Linked DNA regions of Zea mays: region 2 is linked to region 1. Evidence: chromatin contacts called from public Hi-C data. All regions are on one chromosome and are shown on one strand. The core of a region is the stretch at or near the end of the contact, and the rest is flanking DNA. Distances in the headings are between cores, read along the strand shown.

What was found. A called contact is a pair of places that touch in the nucleus more often than the background predicts.
Region 2: a contact with region 1 is called in a Hi-C map of tassel, with 5 times the contacts expected there. The contact joins the promoter of LOC100276479 here to the enhancer-like site in region 1. A contact is called at or near these places in 2 of 25 Hi-C or Micro-C datasets (ear and tassel).

Annotation. Positions count from the first base shown.
Region 1 is chr9:79,789,179-79,795,389 of Zm-B73-REFERENCE-NAM-5.0, reverse strand. No RefSeq gene overlaps it. Among protein-coding and RNA genes, the nearest start is that of LOC103638587, 16 kb to the right of the region's middle. Within about 2 kb of position 3,954, at least 16 of the 20 cell types and tissues checked have an H3K27ac peak or open chromatin away from gene starts, as enhancers often do. A contact at or near this core is called in ear and tassel, where this site is marked.
Region 2 is chr9:80,421,950-80,428,160 of Zm-B73-REFERENCE-NAM-5.0, reverse strand. LOC100276479 reads right to left here and starts at 2,610. Exons shown (of 3, transcript NM_001150257.1): 1 at 2,479-2,610; 2 at 1-163. The coding sequence starts at 155.

The sequences.
Region 1 (6,211 bases), core at 2,705-5,204:
TAATTCTTGGCGCGCTGGGGTCCACTTGAAATCTACCTTATTTGCTAGCAAGGTTGTCATTGGTCTAGCAATCTTGGAGAAATCTTCATTGAAACGCCGATAATAACCGGCCATTCCAATGAAACTCTTGATTCCTTGGATATCTTTTGGTGCTTTCCAGTCCCGAATCGCTGCTACCTTCTTTGGATCCACAGCTAGTCCATCTCGGTTTATAATATGACCCAAGAATAGAACTTCGTTGATCCAGAACTCGCACTTGCTATGCTTGGCATATAACTAGCAATCTCGTAACCTCTGAAGTACCTTCCTAAAATGTTCCTCATGCTCTTGCTCATTCTAGGAATATACGATAATATCATCAATCAACACCACTACGAACTTGTCGAGGTAGTCCATGAACACACTTGCTCTTGAGCATCCTGGATTGCCTCGGCTTCCTGGTTGTTCACCTTTCCACAGTTGTAGGCCTGACCATGGACTCCTGGTGCTTGCTGTGGTGCTCCTTGTCTTGCTGAGGCATTGACTGCTGGCGGCTGCTGAGCTGCTTTCTTGGGATAGTTCTTTGCCCAGTGATTTTGTTCTCCACAGCAGAAGCATGCACGACCTCCTACTTGTGTTGTGGCTGCTTGGCCGTTCTGGTTGGTTGCTGGGGCAGGAAGATGAGTTGCTTAGTTGTTCTGATGCTAGTACTGATTTCCTCCAGACTGGGTGTTCTGACGGTACTGCTGCTGCTGCTGAGGAAACTGCCTCTGGTACTGGTGCTGGTGCTGATGCTGGTGCTGATGCTGGTGACCTTGCTTGAATTGCTAGGGTGAGTTGCCTGAGTAGCGGGGACGGCTGCTACTCCCGGCCTGAGGTCCACCAATCTTGCGCTTCCTATCCTCCATCTCCCGACGCTTCGTTTCAGTCATGATTGCTCTGTCTATCAAATGCTAGAAAAGTGTGATTCATCAACTAATAATGGAGAGGATCAACAAATCCTCTCAGAAAGCGGTACTGCCTCTTAGCATCCGTGTTAACGTCTTCTAGGGCATAACGTGATAGCTACAAAAACTTATCCCTGTACTCACTGACGGACAGGGGACCTTGCTTCAGGGCGAGAAACTCCTCCTTCCTCACTATCATCAGTCCCTCGGGCACATGGTAGTGACAGAAGTTGTCCCTGAACTCCTCCCAAGTGATGGCTTCAGGGTTGGCATGGGTGGCGAGGTAAGACTCCCACCAAGACTGTGTTGCTCCCCTCAGCTGTCGGGAATCACACAACACCTTCTCACGATCGTTGCACTGAGCAGTGTGCAACTCACGCTCCACACTACGCAGCTAATCTTCCGTGTCCATGGGATCAGCAGAGTGGGTAAAGACAGGGGGATGGCCCCTCACGAATTCTGCCCGCTTGTCTCTGGGCACTTGTGACATCTGAACTTGCACTGGAGGCTGAGGTGGGGGTGGCTGCTGCTGCACCTGCTGCATCGCTGCTAAGGTCTGACCAATTGACTAAACTGCCTGAGTTTGCATCATGAACATCTGCTCGACTGTCATCGGGGTGGCGGTGGCAACTGCTGTTGTTGGGTTGCATCCTCCTAGGGTGTCTGCTGTTCTGGCTGAGCACACCTTGCACCTCTGCGCCTGTTCTCAGACATCTATAGAAACCACACACATATCAGATCTGACTCTGTAGTCTTTCAGCATAAGAAAAGATATACGGAGATCTTCATAGCATTGAACAATTGATCATCTTCACTGACAACTTCTCAGATAAATAGGAAAATGGAAATAAATGGATTACCAACTAAATAACTGACTTTATTAATAACTACACCAAGTTGCAGGGGATACCCACACCTTGATGACAATGATTACAAAGATCCAACTTCATTACATGTCCATCATATCAAGCATTCCAACCGACTAGTTTTCCTAGTTAATCAGCCAAGGGCGTCCCACTAAACCCTTGTGGTAGCACTGTTTTCCTGGGTGGTCGCTCCATGTTCCCATTAACATAATGATCTTAACATGAACAGTAATAATAAACAGATAATAAAAGTGTAATCATTAATAGTGTCTCTCCATACCCAAAACCACAATAAGAAATAGTAAGTACTACCCAAAAATATTCAGTGGCAACAAGGTATAAAGATAGCCAAAACTCGGGTAACCTATTGGATCCCATCAAAATTAACCTATGCAGATCATTATGAATAATAAGAACATGGCTGGGTAAAAATAAGTGACCAAAGGCACAACTTGCCTTCAATGAGCTCCTGCTCAGCAACTTCTATCTGCTGAACCTCAGGATCCACAGTAGCTTGCTCGTCTACTCGCAACAATACAACACATACATAGTATAGCAAACATTAACATCACACCAAACATGTAAATAAAATATACAATAAAAATCTACATATTAAAATAAGAACCTAGGAACAAGAATCATTAATTTTGGAGTTATAGATTTTAGGATATGAATTTCCAAAGGTTTTATGTATTTAATACAAGGTTAAGCGAGAGATAAGTTTTAATGTGTCTTTCATTTCAAAACAGTGGCACTAATGGATAAACAACAATATTATAAAATTATAGAAATTGGAATGGATCAATTTGGACTAAAAATGAATTTTCTATGAATTTTACAAGTTCTAGCAATTGTTTTTGTATTAAAAATGCATTTACTAATTCATTTATTCATTTTAAATAAGTTCTGGACTGGGCGCATAAAAACCAGAGAGGTCAGGGGCTATCCCACAAAAATTCCTAGACTCAGTAAACACCACTCAGGACGGCGGGTTGATGTATAAATGATTCAGGGTCTCTTATAAAAGAATACGCTCGCGAAGGGGTATGGCTAGATACTGGTCGTTCAATCTAAATCAAGCGTCCGGATTAAACCAGCCCACACGTGACCCGGTCAACGACGCCAACCCTAGGATCCGAGGTCAATGCCCGAGATTTGGCCACGTCGACACACACAGCCCGCCATCGGATGAGTAGCCCACGGCTTGGATTTAAAGTGCGATGGAGGTATTTCCCCGGCTACATCTCGATCATCCATGTGAAGATCAACGACAGCGCGTGGCTCGCCACCTCAACTCCGACGCGCGGTAGCTCACGCCCGATCCCGCGACGGAGGCCATCGCCGGCGACCTCCACACGATGAGCCATCTGGCGGTTCGTCGCTCCATAAACGAATCTGAGACTATATACTCAATCCCAATGAGTGAACGAATGCAAGGGCAGTGCTAATACCTTGATTCGAAGTGCCGAACGCCCTAGCCACGGCAGCGAGCGCGGTCACGGCGGTGCTCTGACGCCATCGACAAATTCGCTCGACACCAGCCACCAATCCCCCGCAGCGAGCTCGGAAACACCAACAGAGGACTGACCGAAGCACCCAGGGTTGAATAATGGCTGCGGTCGTGGGGGAATTTCTGATACGCGGGGCCGGCGGCAATGGCAGCTTGAAGATTTGCACGGCTGGTGACTTCTCAGGGCGACGACCGCACGGTTTCTTCGGTTGGCAAATGGGGAGGCGAGCACAATGGCTTGGTCAATTTATGGGCACGAGGGCGAAGTTTACCAGAACGTGGTCGCGACTGGAGTGCGGAGTCCCCGGCTTCCGTTGCGCCATGAACGCAAGTCAAAATCTGGGCGCGAGGCGACCTAATCCTTCTAGGTTTTGTAGGGCGTGGGGTCCGTGGAATTGGGCCGTTATGGGTCTCGCCCGGGTGGCGCGATTGTTGCGCCCAGTTGGAGGAATCGCAGGTGGTCATCGCGCGATTCACGACGCCATTCTGTTGAGTCCCAGCGGAGAGGACGGTCCTGACAACATTGGCCCATGCGGTAGCGGACGCGCGGCAGATGCGGTATGCGGAAGCGGGGCTGGCAGATGGGCCCGAGAACCAGTGGGCGGAGAGACGCGAGCACGAGGAAGGATGGCTGGCCAATGGGGCCCGGGTGTCAGTAGGCGGTGCGCGCGAAGCATCCGTAGTTGGGCTGCGCGAGAGCGGAAAGGAGCCGTGGGCTAGAAAGGAGGCAGTCGGCCCATGTACCTCTTTTCTTTTTTTTCATTTTATCTTTTATCTTATTTTCTCTATTTCTAAGTTCAATTTGAATTCGAATCTTGTATTCAAACTTGTGCCAAATTTATTCTCAAATCATATTGTGAAATTAAAATACCAATTTTGGAAATATAATTATATTATTTGTATTTTTATATCATTTCTCTTCTTCTTATTTTCAAAACCCTAATTTTAATTTAGGGTTTAATCAAACTTCTAGTAATTATTATCTTATTATTATTATCCTTATTATTTTATTTAATGCACAAACATATAAAACTCCAACAATGTGCGCTTTCTTTTATTTTAGTATTATTTGTTTTAATTAATCACTCTTAATTATATGTATGCTCTTTTTATGATGCAAATATGGCACACAAAATAAGGAGATCCAATATAGTATCACTTTATACATTTTGGGTATTACAAGGTGTATGGGGTCTGATCAACCTCGTGGCAAATGGGTAACACAACTTGTGGGTAAAGATGTGCAACCTCTGCAGAGTGTAAAACTGGTATATCAGCCGTGCTCACGATCATGAGCAGCTCGGACCCTCACATGACTAATTTATGGAACTAAATTCAATTTGTCATATGCATTGCATTGAGGGTGTTGTTATCACTTTTGTTCTACTACTTAATTGGGTTGGTATTTACTTATACTTAGTAATTGCTAATAAAAATTTTACCAACTTTAAAAGCAATGCTCAGCTTCAACCATCCTCTTTGGTAAGCCTTACACTTCATGTGAGCTCCCACCTTTGGCGAGTTCATGAATATTATTCCCCACAACTTGTTGAGCGATGAACGTATGTGAGCTCACTCTTGCTGTCTCACACCCCTCCCCCCACACAGGTCAAAAACAGGTACCGCAGGATGAGGCGCATGGAGGATGTTGTGACAAGTTCGTGAGAGATCTAGGCCGTCGTCTCCCAGTCAACTTTGGGGTTGCTGGATTGTTGTCTCCATATGATGTAATTATTTATTTATTTTGTACAGAACTCCTATTATCTAGTAAAGATGTGACATTCGTTTCTGTACCATGAGTCATCATATGTGTGAGACTTGGTCCCAGCACACTTGGTGATTATTTCGCGCCCGGGTTTTGGACCCCTAAAACCCGGGTGTGACATCCACCCTGGCCTCGTATACAGGCTCGCATATGAAGAAATCCTACATACAAAGATGATGTATCCATACATTATTTTAAGAATGTGCAATGAATGTGATGTATTAAACAATATAGTGTGAGGAAGACTTAACAAAAACTCTTGCTTCGCCCGCTCCGCCTTGTTGTTGAATTCCCTGTCGTCCCGATCTACTGCATCGGGGGCGATGACGTAGTGATCAAAGGAATAAGCCGGGCCCATCACTCTGACGTACTCAACAAGACCATGGAAGTGTTCCTTGCACAGAAGGCCGAGAATGCCATTGTGGTTGTGTTTGTGACCCCGTGCATTCTCAACAACCTTCCAAGACCAGTCCAATTTATTAAGAAAAAGTATTAGTTTCTATTACGAATTTGAACATATAATATGAAGAAGCAGCGACAACATCTAAAGTTACATACCTTTCCCCATTGTGTCGAACCAGCAGGCGCCTACCACGAAGTATCGGTCGCTAAGGGAACTCGCGGGACCTCGCAAGTAGACTCACTCTGAACCTGAGGTGCCAGAACTAGAGGTGTCCTGCTGCGCCTCATCATCGTCCAGCTGAGCATTGTTGTCGTCGTCTTGCTATGTTGTATCGACGTCCTACTGTTGAGCCTCGACAGCGGCCTGCTGCACCACGTCGTCCTCCTATTGGTGCACGTCATCGTCCTGCTACGCCTCCTCCTCCATCGTACGGGTGGTCCCCCTCCCCCTCTCCCTCCTTGTCCTCGCCCTCATCCCATCGCCCACCATATTTGTCCAATCACCTGCAATTAATAGTAAGCAAATAAGCATATATAAAAAATAAGTATTTAGAAACAGATGCAAAATAAATAAAATATAACATTACATTGATTAAAAATAATCTTCATAGTCAGGATTAGTCGGACCATAAGTCACATCATCACTATCAACCATTTCATAATCAACACCATCTGAAGGCGCAAGTTCATCATTGTCATTGCCTAAATGTAATCCTTCAAGCATTTTAAGTCATTCTCATTT
Region 2 (6,211 bases), core at 1,361-3,860, 630 kb before region 1:
TCAGCATCATCCAAGTACTCGTTTTTCTTATCATAGGAATGCTTCACCTGATACAGGAGCCAAAAGACAACACCTGAAAGCAAGGTCGCTTGGAGTAGAGTTTTGATTCTTGATCCCCTGTTCCTTTGGTTCCGGCTATTTGAATGATGAAGCATGTTTACACCTGATTAAACAATGCATAATGAACGTGGGTTCGCCAGTTAAGTACCAGTCAGCACAGCACACAAATATACAAAATATAAGATAATCTGAGTAGATGTTCGTGAACATAGCACAATGGAAACAGTAGGTACAGTAATTGTATTCCGTAAAGTATGTCAATGTTACTTTCATGCTTTAGGGCTAGAGAAGCAGCAAAGTACACACAAATATTGGAGCAACTTTTTCGGTCCCATAGTTTCTGAGTGAACCTCCAGTGAAAGATGGACATTAGAAATCTAGGATCCACACCCTTCATTCCAGATTATAAGATGTTTAGCTTTTCTACATACATACTCCCTCAATCCCAAAATATTAGTCATTTTAATACTTGATTTTATGTCTATGTTCAAATGGATGATGATGAATCTAGACACATATGTAAGACAAATATATTCATTATTGCATGTATCAACTAAAAAGGTAAAACACATTTTATTTTGGGATGGAGGGGGCATCTTTTATAGTGCACTTAAATATACACTATATCTAAATACATAGTTAAAGCATTGTATATAGAAAAGCCAAAATGACTGGGTGTGTTTGGTTTGAATTTTGGCTTTGGCTTTTGCCCCCCTAAAAGCCAAAAACCAACCAAATGGCTGGATCCAGGAAGAAGCTTTTTCTAAAAGCCGACTTTCTCGGAGTGCAAATCTGAAAGTACCTCTGGACCCGCTTTTAGTGAATTTTCGGATGGAACTGTGAAAACATATATTGAAAAAATTTTAACGACTTTTAGTGGTTTCCAACAAACGTTTTTTAGTTTTTTAACATTTTACAGCCTACAACAGCTTTTTGCATAGCTCACAGCCCACAACAACTTTTTTCACAGCCACGGCCCAACCAAACAGACCCTTAGAATTGAGATTTGGAATGGAGGGAGTAAGATCTAAGAGAATAAATATGAGTTCAGAAGGAAAGACTCTGTCTTGGTGAACGGATGTCCAACTATACGTACAATCACTAAGCATTGCAAGGGAAAGCAAAAGATTCACATAGTTTATGCAATATTTTTTTTGACGGTGAATAGTTTATGCAATATTGTTTGCAAAACGAGAGAAATGTGGGAACATGAGACAGAGACAGTGATAACTGATAAGTTGAACATAAAAGGAAGCATTTCGAAGGCCAATAAGCCCATGTAACTGAAAACAGAATTCAATATCAATTTATGTGTTGCACTCATGGAGGAGTATTGAATGCATCTCTGCTTAGCCCCTTTCTTCAAGCAACAAGCACAATAAAGCATACATGGTAGCAATTTATGCTCTCAGCTACAGGAAGCAGTTTCCAGATCAGTATATGTTTTGCAGAATTCAGAAACAAGCTAGTTAACAGAATGTAAACTGAGTTATTGAGGCCCAAATGTAGACATCAGAAACATTCTTGTCAAACAACGGCATCTTATGTCAAAGCAAGCAGGTAGGACACAGACTAAGGGCTTGTTCGATTGCATGGAGATCAAAAAGGATCAAGGGGTATTAAATCTCTTTCCATTCATTTTTTTATTAGCAAGGGTTTTAATTCCCTCCAAATCCCCTTCAAACCACTGCTAACAGAAGAAATCACTCCTAACAGAAGAAGCTAGTAATATAGTACTAACTCCGTTCTCGAATATTTGTCGTCCATTTTTGAACTAAAACGCGACAAATAAAAAAATAGTGGAAATAGTAAAATATGAGCAGTTTCCAAAGGGGTCAAACTGTCAGCTGGTAGATTCCAGAAATAGGCAGCAAGCCGGACAGGATTTAGCAAGAATGATTGTAGAAATGTCACTTTCATCTTCATTGCTGGATTTGCAGCCTGGAACATTACAGGTCACAGCCACTGACCCACCCAAAGCCAAACGCAATGCTGCTTGAACCCCAGAAAAGGAACCTGCAATAATGGACTTACCGATCCACTTGTGCGGAACAAGCAAATTCAGCACAGAAACATCTCCAGACCGGCAGACCCTTGTCACATAGTGACAACTGCTGTCCACGAAAGTCCCCCTGGAGAACGAGCGAAGCAGAGTAGCAGACAGAGGAGGCAGATGTAACGCGGCGCGGAATCAGCTAAGCGAGCGGCGGGACACATTTGCGCGCTTGGCAGCGAGCGCGCAGGTAATCGCGCATGGATGCTACGCAGTACGCAAAATCGTCCGCGCGAGAGTCACACACTCGGTGGAGGCCCGATTCAGACCTACGAGATAAAGCGCCACGCGAGTAGTACGACGTTGGAGGGGGAGCGCAGCTCAGATGAGCGTCGAGGCGGCGGGCGGGCTAGGAAGGGACGAACCTGCTTGGTTCTGGCGGACGAGCAGCTGCAGGCGAAACGCCAATGGCGATGAGACGACAGCGAGGCCAGCGAAGAACGCGATGCGGTACGGGACTACGGGAGAGCGCGGCAGAGCGGCGGTGACTTCCGCGTGACCGTGGAGGACCGGCGTTGATGGATTAATGGGTTAGTTGGTGGTGGCGACGTGGTGGGTTGTGTCTGTGTGGTTAGATCTGGGACTTCAGCGTCGTGGGGAGGGGGCGCTGTGTTGGCGTTGGCCACGACTGGATCTGGCACTCGTGATGAGCTGCCGGCCTCGGCCGGGCGGCCGGACCGCTGCCTGCGGCGTGGTTGCGGTCGCGCCTTGGATTCGTCGCTCGTGACCCCCCCTCGTGCTCCTGCCGGCCCGCGTTCGCGACAGGCGTCGTACCTGCCGCTTAGCGCGTTGCACGGTGGATTCAATTATCGGTCTATTACTCTACTGTACGGTGGATTCAATTATCGGTCTATTACTCTACTGTACGGTGGATTCAATCATCGGTCTATTACTCTACTGTACGCTGCACGCCAACGCTTTGACAAGGATGGTACTGCGTGCGGCGTAATTATGTGCGTGTTAGTCACATCTTTCACGGGGTACTGACAAGAAAACAGGTTCACATCTATAGCATTTTTATCTTTCACAAATTAGAATATATTTGGTTGGACTATGACCATAAAAAAACTGTCATATATTGTGAGATACGAAAAAAATTGTTGTAAAATGTGAGCCGTAAAAAACAACAAATCGTTTAGTGGAAGCCATTAAAAATTCTTACATATATTTACAAGATTCTTTTGTCCGAAAGTTACTAAAATATGGTCTAGATGTGCTTTTAATTCTGCACTGCTCGAAAGTCGGCTTTTTGAAAAAAGTTGTTGGCTCAATTAGGTCTTTGATTTAGCTTTTGATTTTTGGGAGGCAAAAGTTATAGCTAGAAGCCAAACCAAACACACTCTTAGTTTCACTAGAATCATTAATGACTCATTTGGTTGCTGAGGATTGGGTGTGATCGAAGGACATATAATCCTTTTCTAAAGCCATAAAACCGAACAAGCCCTAATATTTTTTTAGATTTACTATTTTTTAACACTATCGTGACTTACATAGCAATTCACTATAATTTCTTCTTCTCTACACGTACCCCAACCTTAAGCTACTCATATGCCCACCCACTATAACCACTCCAACGCTGATCATGAGCATACGCCACACGCAGCTCCTCGCTGCCATGCACACCTCTTTTGACCTGCTCCGTCCTCCACTGCTTTGGCTCACAATTACAAGGATCTAGATGGCTATATGTGTTAATAACCTATAAAAATTCTATCTATAAAGTATATTTTAGTAGAGCAAAGTGGTTAATATAAAAATCATCCAAATAGCAACTACAAGCATCAGCTCTAGTGTTAATAGCTCTTAAAAACTCTCATGCTTAATCTCTACTACTCTTAAGCAAATAGTGTAGGCGTCCACACCCACGGTTCTGCCTCCCACTCCCACCCGCGACATCCTCCGCTCATCCCCACGTCCGCGGTCGCCCCCACAATCAACGGGATTGCCCCCGCGATCCCCTTCACCTCCCAGATCTCGTGCTCTCCATTCACCTCCCAGATCCTGTGCTACATCCAAGGAAGTGGTGATGGTCCGCGGCCACCCCCGCCCTCCCATTCCCCGGGATTGTTGGTCGTCGAATTCTAGGGGCCACGACATGCCCAACCTAAAGAAGCAATACGGGAGGTTCGTCTCCACCACGCCCTGCCCCAGGTGCTTCGACCTCCTTGCCATGGGGGAGCACAACGGACACGGTGGAGGGCACCCCAGTCTGCGCCCCGCGGCCGGACCACGGAGGAAGGCAGCCAACGACACAGTGGTGAGCTGCGACTTCGCTGTGCTCTCTGCCCCAAATCCCGCGCCGCCGCTCTATGCGCCTCCGCTCTGCTCCCTGCCCCTAATCCCACGCCTCCGCTCTGCTCGCTGTGCTCCCGCGCCTCGGCTGCCCTAATCACGCGCGCCTTGGATCCACAAGTCTCGCTCCAAAATCACGCGCGCCTTCCATAATCACGGATCCACATCTCTCGCTCCACGCCTTCCATAATCCGTGATGCTCCTCAAGTTTTCCAAAATCCCTAACCCTAAATTTCTTCTCTATCTATGTAGTCCCGGTCTCGGTCATCGGACCACAGAGGAACGACGAGGAGCTCGACAACCCGGACTCCAAGGTGTAGTCGCGCACCACCCATCTTCGATCCCAAAACGCTGCCATGCTTCCAACCTCCCTCCCCACTCCTTCCCATGCTACCTCTGGAGTCTGGATTTGACCTTGCATGTGTTTAGTGTGTTACAGGAGCCCATCCTGTTCCTAAAGCCGACCTCGTCGTTCCTCCATGCTGGCGTGGCCACCATCGCAGTCGAGATCCTAGAGATGCTCGAGTCTCTACACCACAAGGTCGAGCTCGCTGTCACTACAGGAAACATCTAAATTTTCGTGGGCCAAAAACCCACGAAAATAAGCCTAAACCGACGAAAATAGCCGCCGAAAATAAGTTCGACGAAAATAGGTGTATTTTCGTCGGTACCGACGAAAATAACCTACCAAGGCCGACGAAAATCAATGGTCGGCTGATTATTTTCGTCGGCCCGGTGGTGGCCGACGAAAATAAGTGCCAGGCTATTTTCGTCGGCCTCGGTGATGGCCGACGAAAATAGCCTGGGAACATATTTTCGTCGGCCACCACCGAGGCCGACGAAAATTGATGGTTCCCCCCCCCCCCCAAAACAGATTTTTCTGCACCTATTAATAATTCACAGCAATATACACAATATCACAATTCACATATACAGATTCACAAGCCTAATACAAAATTCACAAAACACATTCACATATACATAAATAGTCCATAGTCCATTCAAATAAGTCTAGAGTCCATAAGTCCAAAAGTCCATTGTCCATTCAAATACACAATTCACAAAACTCTAGTCCATAAGTCTAGAGTCCATAAGTCCATAAGCTACTCACTACTCACTACTCACTCCTCACTGATCACTCCGGCGGGCTGTGGGAGTTTTGGCCACTCCCTCCTCCGCCACCAGGAAGGTGGCCACTCCCTCCAGCACCATGGACGAGGAAGTCTTGGACGTTGACACCACCCTCCGATCCATGAGCATGTGACGCTGAACCCTGCAATTCATCAATCATTCAAATAAGGCTGTATTTTGCTATCACTATACATATACATTGCTGTGTTTAGTCAATATTTGCATAAAACTAAACATGGAACGTCACCTGTGATCCATGGTGAGGAGGAGGTTGTGCATGCATCCACGGGTACTGTTGTGGTGGCCACCCCAGAGGTGGTGGTACCCACCCCATTGGTGGCGGTGCCATCCACGCTTGAAATGGCTGAGAGCCCGCCGGTGGCTGGGAGACCGGTGGCACCCATCCCGGGACTGGCTGCGATCCTTGGGGTGGAGGCGTCCAAGTGCCTGGAGGTGCCTGCGTCCACCCAACACCGGTCCACTGTGGCTGCGACGCTGGAGCTTGTCCTGGCCACTGTCCCCATCCTTGTGCCTGCGAGCCATTTTTGATAATAAAGAAAGAGTTGCTATGAAATTGAAGTGTTCAGATAGTGTTACCTGGGGAGGGCGAAAAGCGGGCAAGTTCATATCAGGGCCGAGTCGAGTAGTCATTTCCTGCAAATGGATGCAACGTTA